Linked DNA regions of Mus musculus: region 1 is linked to region 2. A link is a contact called in public promoter capture Hi-C data. All regions are on one chromosome and are shown on one strand. The core of a region is the stretch at or near the end of the contact, and the rest is flanking DNA. Distances in the headings are between cores, read along the strand shown.

The links. Capture Hi-C pulls out chosen DNA fragments and counts their contacts.
Region 1: a promoter capture Hi-C map of adipose tissue shows a contact between it and region 2. The contact joins the promoter of 0610005C13Rik here to the promoter of Ruvbl2 in region 2. A contact is called at or near these places in 15 of 39 promoter capture datasets (the C10 cell line, the HPC-7 cell line, HPC-7-derived erythroid cells and 12 more), 3 of 15 datasets of contacts at CTCF or cohesin (the NIH/3T3 cell line and embryonic stem cells), 11 of 484 Hi-C or Micro-C datasets (the G1E-ER4 cell line, LSK cells, Th17 cells and 4 more), 29 of 115 datasets of contacts at active chromatin or transcription factors (the 230-238 cell line, the HPC-7 cell line, the SCID.adh cell line and 21 more) and 4 of 9 other capture datasets (adipose tissue, liver, macrophages and 1 more).

The regions. Positions count from the first base shown.
Region 1 is chr7:45,571,097-45,577,012 of GRCm38.p6, reverse strand. 0610005C13Rik (RIKEN cDNA 0610005C13 gene) reads left to right here and starts at 1,837. Exons shown (of 5, transcript NR_038166.1): 1 at 1,837-1,886; 2 at 2,236-2,405; 3 at 2,491-2,600; 4 at 5,821-5,916. Bcat2 (branched chain aminotransferase 2, mitochondrial) reads right to left here. Exons shown (of 11, transcript NM_009737.3): 2 at 1,508-1,582; 3 at 1,011-1,214.
Region 2 is chr7:45,430,124-45,436,620 of GRCm38.p6, reverse strand. Ruvbl2 (RuvB-like protein 2) reads left to right here and starts at 2,157. Exons shown (of 15, transcript NM_011304.3): 1 at 2,157-2,369; 2 at 5,247-5,301. The coding sequence starts at 2,358. Gys1 (glycogen synthase 1, muscle) reads right to left here and starts at 1,782. Exons shown (of 16, transcript NM_030678.3): 1 at 1,451-1,782; 2 at 1-89. The coding sequence starts at 1,568.

The DNA of each region.
Region 1 (5,916 bases), core at 588-3,087, 140 kb before region 2:
TCATGATTGTTCTTGTTGTATGTAGCTTACTGATGTTAGAGAAAGAGCCCTTTATTGGACTAAAGTGGGGAGATGGAGTGATGATTTTTGCACACTGTGTGAAGATGTGTCTCTGTCCTACCTCGCCTGCCTAAGGCACCTTCTGATTGGTTAAAATAAAACATGCTAAGGCAGAATAGTAAGATGGAACTTCCGGAAAAAGAGAGGACTCTGGGAAAGAGAAAGACGGGAGATTTGCCGTCCAAACTCAGAGGAAGCCAGACAGATGAAACTGAGGAGAGTAACTACCCAGCCACGTGGCAAACCAAACAGTAGAAACGGGTTAGGTTAAGAGCTAGTTGTGGAGTAAACCTAAGCTAAAACCAAAAGCACCGTAAATATAAGCCTCCGTGTCATTATTTGGGAGCTAGGGTAGGTGTGGAAGGGTTCATGGTTACAACTGTCAGAAGGAATGTCATGTCATGCTGCAGCAATGAAGACGACAAGACTCCCTAAGGATTGTCACAGGAAAATCATTGCTAGGCCCTAAGACTCCAGCTAAAGGTCTCACTCTGGAGTCCTGGCTAGACTCAAAACTGTGCAGTCCTCCTGCCTCAACCTCCTGAGTGTTGTAATTGCATCACCTCCCACGGGGCCTGAGAGAGCTCTGACTGTATCCAGGCTGGCCTGTTCCTGTTCAGACTTCTCATCTCCTCTGTGGCCCTGTTGTCATCCTAAGCCATCCTCTGCCACACTGAGACCCCACAGGTCTGCTGAACTAGCTCTCCTATCGGTGTAAGATGCCCCCTCTATGTTTCTAATCTTTGCTGGGAGAACCCCACTCTCTTTCAGAGCAGAGTCCCAACAAAGCAGGAACTGACTGTCACCTCCTCTGTGTCCCAGAACACAGGTGATCTCAGGAAGAGATGACAGAGGAAGAAATGTGCGAAGCACCCAGACGGCTGAACCCAGTCAGGAAAAAGCAGAGTGGACTCACGCAGCAGGGTGGGGACGGAAGCAGCTAGTCCTACCTGCAGAGAGTAGTGCAGACCAGAGCAGGCTGGGTGTAGCGTGAGGTTCTGGAAGGGCTGGATCCTTGGTGGGCCCCATCCAGCCTTGTTATTCCACTCCACCATCAGCATGTGGTCTGTGAAGGTCTTCCCAAACAGCAGTGCCTGGCTAGGGGCTGGCTTCTTCTGTGGTTCTTTGGTCATCTGAATCTGGAGGTCTGCAGCCTGAGAGAAAGAAATAAAACAAAACAACAAGAAACAAAACAAAACAAAACAAAACAAAACAAAAAAACAGCACCTCAGGGGCCTGACGTCGCCAACCTGAGAGACTACAGCTTCCATGGGGCCCAAAAAAAGAAGCAGGTACCCAAGAAATACAGTGTTAGCTCTTCACAGCACCCAGGAGCAGACAGCTAGACGACCTCTGAGAGATGCCTACATGCAGATAGATCCTGTCCTCCCTCAAACACGGGGGCACACACCGGGCTTTTCCCTTAGACCCAGGGTTCTCCTTTTACCTTGAATATGGAGGACACACATCTTTTGGACCCACATAGAAGCCAGGGAACAGGCAGAAGCTTTCGGGCCCAGACCTAGGGTGGAGAGAGAAATAAATGTGACCAGGGCAAGAGCCAGAAAGAGCAGAGGTCCTGGCACCTGTCTGGCTTGGGAGGCCCCTGAGGTTGGCTCTGTCACAGTCTCAGTGCATTCTAGACAGCCTGTGCTCTGCCCAAGTCCCCACCGGGATGCCTATCCCTAGAAAACTAAAGTCAGCTCCAGCCCCTCCACCATCCACCATGCAGGGCAAAGTCGACAGAGGCGTGCCTCCCTACTAGAGAACTTTGGCCGCAGCTTGTAGACAGCTTAGACGGGACAACGACCAGGGACAGCGAGCAGGTAAGGGAACACTCCTGGCTTGGGGTGAGGGGGCACAAAAACTGACAAGAGTTAGAAAAGAATAGGTCCTGTTTCTCCTAGAATTCATCAGCCCAGACCTCAGATCTCCTCCCTCAGACCCTGGGAACCGGGCTCCTTGACCCTCCTCCCTCAGACTCAGGAGTAATGGCCCATGAACTTCTCTATCAAACCCAGAGCTCCAGACCTCCTCCCTCCGACCCAGAGGTCCTCCCTAACCTTCCTCCCTCAGACCCAGAGGTCCTCCTTAACCTTCTTCCCTCAGAACCACAACTACAACACTCCAACACGCTTCCCTCAGACAGGAGCCCTAAGGCTTATTACTCTTTAGGAGTATCAGTCAGCTGGTTGCTGCCGCTGCTACAACCGACCCAGCCACAGCTGGAATACCCTCAACCTGGGCAGTGACTACTGTGCTCTACACAGTCAGCGGCTGAAGGGCAGTCTCGTGCCAGCCATTGAAAATGCTCAAGGCACACATCCCTGCTGACCTTCCCCAAGGTGAGCATGGAATTCAGGGCTGGTTGTGCACAGGGGGGGAGGGGGGACGTGTCCTGGTATTTTGGTGTCATGCTTTTCTCTGCAGACCATGGAGAGGCAGCTGAGTCCTTAGTTTGAGGAAGACAGGATAACAGCCTGTTCCCGCTGCTAGAGGCCAGTGAGATGGAGAGGCTTGCAGAGGTCACTGATCAATGGGTGAGTCTCAAATGTCGTATGGATAAGTCTGGGCCAGGACATGGGTTTGTTTCCTTCCTTCCTTCCTTCCTTCCTTCCTTCCTTCCTTCCTTCCTTCCTTTTTTGGAGGGGAGAGGGCTTAAGACAGGGTCTAAGTTGCCCACTGACCTCAAACACACTCTATAGCCCAGTGCGTGAAGTTAGGATCTTCCTGCCTCAGAGCCTGCACCAGAGAGAGTGACAGGCACGTGTGCCACCACACCTGGCTCAGATAAGATCTCTCTACGTGTGTTGACATGTGCACACACCACGTGACGGCATGTATGTGCATCTGTGCGTGTCTGTGGAGGTCAAACTCAGATGTCATTCCTCGGGTGACTTCCACCCGTTTTTTTTTTGTTTGTTTGTTTGTTTGTTCTGAGACAGGGTCTTACTATGTAGCCCTGGCTATACTGCAACTCACTGTGTAGACAAAGCCAACGGCCTTGATCTCAGAGAGCCTTCTGTCTCTGCCTCCCTAGTTAAATGTATGTGACCGTAGCTCCAGCCCATCCTGTCTTGAGGCAGGGACTCTGATCAGGTCCTGGAGCTTGCCAGGTTGGCTCAGCTCTCTACAGTCTCCAGCTCACCAAACAATGGTATTTAGGGCTGAGTCACAATGGGCAGGGGTGGTGCACACCTTTAATCCCAGTTCTCAAGAGGCAGAGGCAGATGAGTCTCTGAGTCTGAGGCCAGTCTGGTCTAGAGAGTGAGTCCCGGGACAGCCAGGGTGACACAGAGAAACCCTGTCTTAAAAAAAAAAAAGCAAAAAAAAAAAAGCAAAAAAGCAAAACAACAACAAGCAAACATGACAGAACCAGTCTAGTCACCAAGTGGGTTACAGGGATCAGACTCGGGCCTCCAGGTTTGCTGGCAAGCACTTCACCAACGATGTCCATAGCTCCCAGCCCTCAGATGAAATGCGGGTTTAATGGTGTGGCACCCAAGGGCTTCTGGGGTGATCTAAGAGTGATGACCCCTCATTGTCTCTGTGTGGTGACATGAAGCTTGCCTAACACTGCCACCTTGCATCAGACACAGTGTGGGGACGAGACAACTGCCCCGGGTAGAGCAGCCAGCACGAAGGCAGGAGAGCAGAGGAAACCAAGAATACATTTTTTTTTTTTACTTTTTAGTAGAGTTAGCCAAAAAAACTGAACAATGCAGAAAAGAGATACTGAGCTGCTGGAGAGAAAAGATGGAGCTGGGGTTGTACTCAGTTGCAGGATGCTTGCCTAGCATGCAGGACTCCCTGGGTTTATTTCTTCCCCAGCAGCACAGAAACCCTGCAATCCCAGCACTTGGGAGATAAAGGAAGAAGAATCAGGACTCCAAGGCCATCCTTGTCTATGTAGCAAGTTTAAGGCCAGTCTGACCTATAAGACCTTGTCATAAGATGATGATGATGAAATGAGGAATGAGGGACAAGGGTGGTGGCACACACCTTTAATCCTAGCACTCAGGAGGCAGGGACATGCAGATCTCTGAGTTCAAGGCCTGCCTGGCCTACATTATGAGACCCTGTCTCATTAAAAAAAAGAACCGGAGACTGAGAGCTGTCAAGAGAGTTATGATTATAAAGAGAGGACTGAGATGACTTACTGGGTAAGGAGACCCATCAGCATGCCTGAGGGACTGAGTCTGATTCCCCGGGACCCACAGGCAACCAAAATGTAACGGAGAAAGGGGCAGGGGTGGGCAATACCAGGAGGGAAGGGAAAAGCAGAGAGTCAAAGAAACTCTAAACTGGGTTTGGTAACACAAACCCATCGTCGTCACAGAACTCGGGAGGGTGAAGCAGGAGGATCAAAAGCTCAAGCCCAGCCCAAGCTAAAGAGATCCAGGGGAGCCGGGTGGTGATGGCGCACACCTTTAATCCCAGCACTTGGGAGGCAGAGGCAGGTGGATTTCTGAGTTCGAGGCCAGCCTGGTCTACAAAAGTGAGTTCCAGGACAGCCAGAGCTATACAGAGAAACCCCGTCTCAAAAAACCAAAAAAAGAGAAAGAGAGAGAGAGAGAGAGAGAGATCCAGGGGAATGGAGGGAGAGAAACATCACACAGCCTTGAGGCACAGAAAAGGCATTGTGTCAAGAGATGATGAGTCTGAGCTGGCACAGAGCTCTTGCAACCTCGGAAGTGCTACCTTTGTCTTCCTGGAGCAATTCTGTAAGGCCAACAGTAGTCTTCTCTTGGCTCAAAGAACACCCCTCCCCCATACCATAGGATAAGAATTAAGCTTAAAGAAGGAAGCTAGATGGGGGTTGGGGGTGGGGGCTACAGGAAGTAGAAAAGAGTGGAAGCAGAGTTCAGAGATTAAAGGGGAGGGTGCTGGGCAGGGTTCCCTGTGGTTTGCCCATGCTCCTTTCACATCCCAGCAGCCCAGAACTGAAACACAGTATCCATCAAAGATCAGGTGTTCTTGCCAAAGCTCCACTCTCACGCCAAAAGTAAGCAAAATAATTATCATAGTAAGGTGTTGTCCTGTCTCAGATAACTGTCCCTACACCATGCTATCTCCTCACATAGCCCCAGGCTGTCCTCATCATAGGACAGACTCTCCATCAGATTTGTAGAAGTCCAAGGCTCAGATACAACCAGTCACCTCAGGACAGTCCCTTATAGAGCAACATAGTGTCCTAACACAGCTCAGGGCTGTTTCCTGACCCCATCCCAAACATGTTCCCCTCTACAGCCAGGGTTGTCCTTGGCCAGTTGAAGGGCTGTTTCTTTCAGACTCAGAGTATCCCAATGCCAGTCTAGGCTAGTCCCTGTAAGACAGTCCTTGCAAACCCCAGCCAGCAGGTTCCTCTATACTCCAAAATTTCACTTTGTGGACACTCACCACTAGATACTCATAGCTCTGAGCAGGCTCATGTTCAAAGTGTCTCCATTACAGGGTAAAACTGTCTTCAGAACCCAGTTCTGTCCCATTAGAATTAGAGATTGGTCCAGTATGGCAATGCTGTATCCATCCAAGGCCACCACACAGTCAGAGCCTAGATTCTTGTCCCCGTCATATCCCAAGACCATCTGCATAGAACATTTCTGTCTGTCACTAAGAACTGGGGGACTTAAAGGTTTGTTCAGGAATTCGCCAGCCTGGAGCGAGAACTTCTGATAAGCAGGTGGGAGCTAACAGCAAACGCTTTCCCCCAAGGTTATGGCCAGCTGTTTCCACACTTATTTATCACGTTCTCTTAAGATCACAGACTCTCAAGCTCAGCAGTGGTGGCCCAGGACTTTAATTCTAGGACTCAGAAGGCAGAGGCGGGCAGAGTTCGAGGCCAACCTGGTGGTC
Region 2 (6,497 bases), core at 908-3,407:
CGTGTATGGTCCCACCAGATAGTAGTTGTCACCCCATTCATCCCCTGTCACCTTCGCCTTCGTCTGCAGCACAGTGTAGATGCCACCCACTGTGGGCCAAAGTGCAAAAGGACAGACAACCCCACCATTGGTCCATAGCTTTGAGACCTGGCAGGTAATGGGATGTATGTGGGTAGTATTGGGGTAGAAAATGGGCAGGAACCTATAATTGGGAATCAGGGGAGGTTGGGACTGGAGGGTAGGGGTCGTGGAAAAGCAAACCTGAGGATAGCCCTCTTGAGTTTATGGAGAGAGGGGACTGAAATCAGGATGCTGAGGGAGGAGCAGGCTCCAGTTAGACTCCTGGTCATGACACAGGAAGCACTCTTTAGTCTCCTAATTCTTAGAGAATTAGGAGCAGGAAGGCTCTAAAGCTCTTGACTTTCAGATGCAGTGGGAAAAATGGTACATGGCCCTATCCAGCTACCCAGTTACCTGAGGGAAGCTTGACTTATTATTCCACACCTTCAGGGCCCCTAACGATGCTAGCCCTGGGCTGGGACACAGGGACTGCTGGGCCCTGCTCCTCCTGTGACCCCACCTCAGATTTAGGAATCTGGGTCCTCAGCCTTCTCACCTGAAACTGGTACCCTGGTAGTACACAGCATTGAGTCTGCCATCTCCCAACATGCTGAGAGACCTAGTCTCTTTCTCCCCAGGATCCAGAAAAGGAAATGTTCAGATCCACAAGGCCCAGCTGCTGGGATTCCCAGCCCAGCCTTCTCATGAGCGAGAAGCTAGTGATCTCCCATACATACTGTGGGTGGGTTCCTCCCATCCTAGGGCCCAGCTCCTGACCAACTTAGGACTTCCAGCTTTCCCAGTCCACAGGGAGGGAGGCACCTCACTACATAGGAAGCCAGGACTTAGGCCCTGGGCTCCTTCAAACTCGACATTCAAGTTCCCAACTCTTTCCCACCTTGTATCTAAGAATTTGAGTCTCCAAGCCCCTCTTGGCTTTACACTGGTTCAGGTCCGCTATGCCCCCTGAAAAATCCATGAATCCCAACCTTTAGGAACACCCCAACTCCACAGTCACGTCCTCTGGACCACAGACCCAAAAGCTCCAGTGTTCCTTGGGCTTAGATGCACTAACTCCTTCCACTTTTAGATCTCAGGTCTCTCGGCCCTCGAAAACCTCCCTTCAAGACCCAGGAATCTTTCTCTGAGTGCCCTCTTCCCTAGATTGCAGAACCTGAAGCCTCCTTCCATCTTAAGAGTAGTCTCTTGTCCCTTCCCCCCAGGGCCTAGGACGCCTACTCCAGCCCCTTCACAAGGACACAGAAGTCACAGGCGCTTTTCCCAGGACCCAAGACTCCTCCACGTAACTCTTTTCCCGTCTGAAACGGAGTTTCGGGGCCCCATCCTCGCCTGCCCTTCTTGGTCAAGGGACCAACGCTGACGTTCTCACCCTTGTTGGCCACCTCCCAGGCCACCTCGAAAAGCACTGCGTTCTCGGGGTCGAATTCATCCTCCCAGTCTTCCAATCCTGGAAGCGAGGACACAGAGAGACTGCGGCTGAGAGGCATGGCTACTGCGGGCAGGGGACTTCGAGCACCAAAACTGGAAACCAGAGAGATCGGCTGGGAACGCAGCAGACTTGGTGACCGGTAGAGTTAGCGGGTGTCCCAGGGGAAGCTTGCAAGGCGCTCCGCTTCCTATTGCACGACCGCACCCCCGCCCCAGAGCGCTCCGACTCAGGTAGGGTGAGCTGAGACACTGAATCGGGCGGGCAGCTGCAGTGAAGCCTCGTGGCCGCCAGGAGGCACTGCCCACCCTGCTGGTCTAGCACGATTGGTCGGCGGCTGGGGGGCGGGGGCTATTGCGTCTACTTATTGGCGGATAGAATCCAGTTTCCTTGGCCAGAGGCTCCTGGGGAGCTGCGGGGGCGGGGCTTGTTTCTACGCAGCATGGAAGTGATTGGTGAACAGAGCTGTCAATCTCAGCTGTAGGCCCAATTTGGTGAGGAAGGTTGGACAGAGAGGGAAGGGATCGTGGAGGACGTGTGGTTGCTACAAAATGTGCTCAGAATTTTGCAATCGGACTTAGCAGTTGCAGGGCGGGGGGGAAGGAGGGGGGAGGAGGCTAGGTAAGAGGAGGAGGAGCAAGAGACGTCAGGAACCCACCCGGGATTCAGAACACCGGCTTTCCAATTTAGCCTCGCGGGCTGGGCGCGGCCTAGTGTACGCCCCCTACAGGAATTTTATATATCTTATGGGCCATAGAGATGACTGGATGACCGGGAGCCTAGAGAGGATAAAGACCGCGCTCCTAGCCGATTTCCGTTTCCGCTGAGGCATTGGCGGTTGGTGTGCATCATGGCAACCGTGGTAAGTGTTGGGTGCATGTGGAGGACCGACAATGACCCTTCTTAGAGAGTCTGAAGGAGGGAGCTGGAGAGGACTCTTGTATCTGAGGGAGGAGTGATAAGGAAGATGCCTGGTTTGACGGAGGAGGTCTGGGGAGTACTCCCGAGTCAGAGGGAGGATGCTGAGGACACCGAGTCTGAGCAATGGATACAGAGGAGAATGCATGTGTCTAAAGGAAGAGAGCAGAGGAGAATGCATGAATCTGACGGAAGGGGGCTGAGGAAGTCGCCAAGGAGGGCTTGGGAGGACACATGGATCTGTGGGAAGTGTTGGGAGGAGAGGATACCAGGGTCTGAGGGAAGCAGGCTGGTGTGTGCACCTTTGTGTTTGAGGTAGGCAGGCTAGAGCCTGAATCCCTAGATCGGAGGGACGATCACAGTGGATGAGGCCTGGTTTGGAGGAGGAGGAGGGCTAGGGAGGGTGCCTGGGCCTAATAGAAGAGGGCTGGACCTGGACTCCTGGATGTGGAGGAAGTGTATTGACCACTGAGGAAGGAGCTTCATTGTGGCTTTAGAAGCTAGTAGAGAAGGCAACAATGTATTCAGAATCCTAGATGTCAGGCATGGTAGTGAAAGCCTGCACTTGGGAGGCAGAGGCAGGTGGATCTCTGTGAGTCTGAGGATAGCCTGGTCTACAGAGCCAGTTCCAGGACAGCCAAGGGTTACACAGAGAAACAACAACAGAAAGAATCCTGGGTCTGATGGAAGAGTCATGTAGACACTCAGATTTCTCTGTGAATGAGTGACTAGCCAGAGCCTGGAGTGACAGAGTCGTGGTTCATCCCACAATGCGTTCTGGAAACTTCGTCTGCCTCTTGATGTAGTCAGTGACCAGTTCCAAAGTCTCATCCCAGTGTCCTGCGAGGTCTGAGACTGGTACCCTGGTCTTCTGGGGAAGATTAGTAAGTGGGAAGTTGTGTTGTGTGCTTGAGAGCACAGGTCACAGGAAAGTGTGTCCGAAGCCAGGAGTGTGACAGTGAGGAAGAGAAATAGAGTCTGGGTTCAGAGCATGGGGTCTTGTCCAGAGACTGTATTTTTCAGAACCTCACCTAGGGCACGTGTCTGTGCCATCGCACAGTTAGTTGAATGTTACAGTGAGCGAATAAAGCCCAGGAAGTGAGACCGGGCATATTGGGCCTGGCACTAGCTCCTCAGACTTCCCAGTGAAGAAATCTTGTGGCCTTGTGGTGTCCTTGATTCTGGGGTTGGGCCCAGGCAAGTTGTAGGGAGGTCAGTGGCGTCTGTTGCTGTTACCATGGTGAGGAAGGGCCTGCCTTTGCTTGCCTGTGTGTGACAGTAGTTTGGGGGTCTCATGCTCCTGCAGTCCACACAATCTCCTACAAAAAGAGGAAGGTGAAGGCTCCCACAGCAAGAGACAGGCAGTAAATGGTCCTGGGCTGTGGGCTATCCTGGAAGGCCTTGTTCCATTCCAGGAGGAGGCATCCTGAGCTGTGGTTGAGGGCCGCTTAGCTTTGTGGTTTCTTAGGTTCGTAAAAAATAGGAAAAGATGTTCAAGGGTCCACCGCCTGGATTTATCGGTCTCTTGTTTTCACCCTTTAGCTTGGGCTAGCTCCAGACTCGAGGCACTCTTTCTGACTCAGCCTCCCCAGTGGCTGCAGAAGTGCATCCTAGCAGGCACCCTCCAGTGTCCCCACACCTCCCTCCCCGAGCCTTTGGCAACCACTAGTCTACCTTGTATTTCTGGCATCTCTTTTGGATACTTCATATAAGAACCCTTCAACCCAAGCTGGGCAGTGGTGGCGCATGCCTTTAATCCCAGCACTTGGGAGGCAGAGGCAGGTGGATTTCTAAGTTCAAGGCCAGCCAGGGCTACCTACACTGAGAAACCCTGTCTCGAAAAAAACCAAAGCAACAACAACAAAAAAGAATCCTTCAACGTGAGGGTTTATTCACCATGTTTTCTGTGTATGGGTGTTTTCCCTCCGGATACGTCTATGCCTGAGGAGGCCAGAAGAAGGTATTGGATCTCCGGAACCAGAGTTAGAGTCAGCTGTGAGCCACCACATGTGTGCAGTCAGTTTAGCCTCGGTCCCCTGGAAGGAAGACCGGCCAAGAGTCCTCCACCCTTCTCTCCAGCCCCTGCGTGCAGTCTTTATTATGTGGGAGCCCACTCGCTCAGCACCTCTCAGTGGTCTTCCTGGGTGTGTTGGGGTCAGAGCTTCACTCTTTTTTCCTGCCTGAGTAATAGTCCATATTTGAATAGACCGAGTAATAGTCCATATTTGAATAGACCGTATACCGGACACATGGTTGTGAGTGGCCTTTGGCTGTTATACACATTGGCGTGCTCGCTTTGTGGGGACTCCAGTGCCTCAAACATTCCAGGAGGTGTTTACTCATATCTTTCTCCTGTGAGGGGAGACAGTGCTAGCTGCTTCTTCAGGAGGCCCTTGGATATGTTTATTGAATGAGCTCAGCACTCTAGTGTGTTGAACTTCAAACATGGAGTCCAAGGTGGGCCGGAGAGGTGTGGCCTGTTCCCTTGGTGAGACACGTAGGTGCCTAATGGGAGCCAGAGCACTGGTCTAAGAGTCTCCCTGCCATCCTCCCAGAGCTCAGAATGGGGACAGGAGGGTTTCCTCTCTGCACTAGGTCATGCCAGAGCTCTGGGGGGTGTGACACGAAGCCTGTTTCCCTGGGCCCCGTGGTGGGGCTGATCACTGCCATTAGTGATTGATGGCCCAGAGGGTGGTGGTGGCTGCTGTTGTGTTGCCTGCCTGTGCAGTGGGGGGCTCCTGGTGGGCAGCAGGACCTTGAGGGAGCAGATGAAACTGTGACAACTGGGAACCTTCTTACACGTCATCGTCCTCACCTGCAGGCAGCCACCACCAAAGTCCCTGAGATCCGAGATGTGACAAGAATCGAGCGAATCGGTGAGTGAGCAGGGTCAGGACCAAGGGAGACACCACTGCTTAGTGCCCAGACAGACAGAGAAGGATGCAATGGGGCCTTAGTCCCAGGCTATGCTGCCATACGCCTAGCATGCCTCCACGGGGTTTCTGGAACTTTGAGGAACATTGGAACCATGTGTCCGGCACACAAGTGCATGTTGGTCACATGCTCTCTGAGGGTGCACCAGGCCTTCCTCTTACCTGGTGTGCCTCAGGCCTCAAGCCATCAGATTCATGAGTGCTGGAAGTGGTGCTGGAAGTCTCCTGTGACCTTGGGAGGTGGAGAGTCAGTCATCCTATCCCCATTGAGGAGACCAGCTCTCAGAGCAGCTGTGTAGGAAGCTTCGCTCACCACCTGTAGCAAGGTGGGCAGGGCAGGGCGGCTCCCAGGAGGAGGATGCCAGCTGTGCAAGAGGCCACACCCACTTGTTCAGCTGTCACTCAGCACCTCTAAGACACAGTAGAGGACTATGGGCTCCAACTGCAGGCCCTTGGTGGACGCTGATCTTTCTACTTGGCTAGACTAAGTAGACCTGCCTGTGTAGACCAGATTGGCTTCTAACTCGCAGGGATCCCCTTGCCTCTGCCTTCCGAGTGCTGTGCACCACCGTGCCTGGCCTTGTTTTTCTTCTCCAGGCAGTTTCCTATAGGCTGGCCCTGAACTTACCGTGTAGCTAAGCATGACTTTTAACTCGTCCTCCTCCCAAAGTGCTGTGATCACAGGCACGGATCCCTGTGTCTGGCTGATGAATTCTACCTTTTTGAAAGGAAGCACCCTCTCACTTCAGTGCTTGAGTTAGAACCCAAGGTCACATGCAGTCCCTGTGCTGAGTCTCATGTCTTCCAGAGGGGACACAGCTCACTGTAAGAGTGTGGTGTCGTGGAGGCAGTGGGTGGTGGGTGGGCCTGGTACCTGTGCCCCTCTGAGGTTTATTGCAGAGCCACTAGCTGCTGTACCAGGGTGCTGTCCTTACCTTTTCCTGGATGGCCTCTAGGCTCGGCCCTAACCTGTCTCTCCGCATCCCTGTGGCTGGGCCCCAGGCTGGGAGAATGGGAGCAGCAAGCTCTGGCTTGTCAGTGTGATGTGGAAAGGCAGCACCTGGGTGCCAAGTCCTTGTGTCCTCCCACAGCGCGGTCCGTTAGCTCTTGAGCTCAGTGCCTGGGGCTTTGGTAGCGTC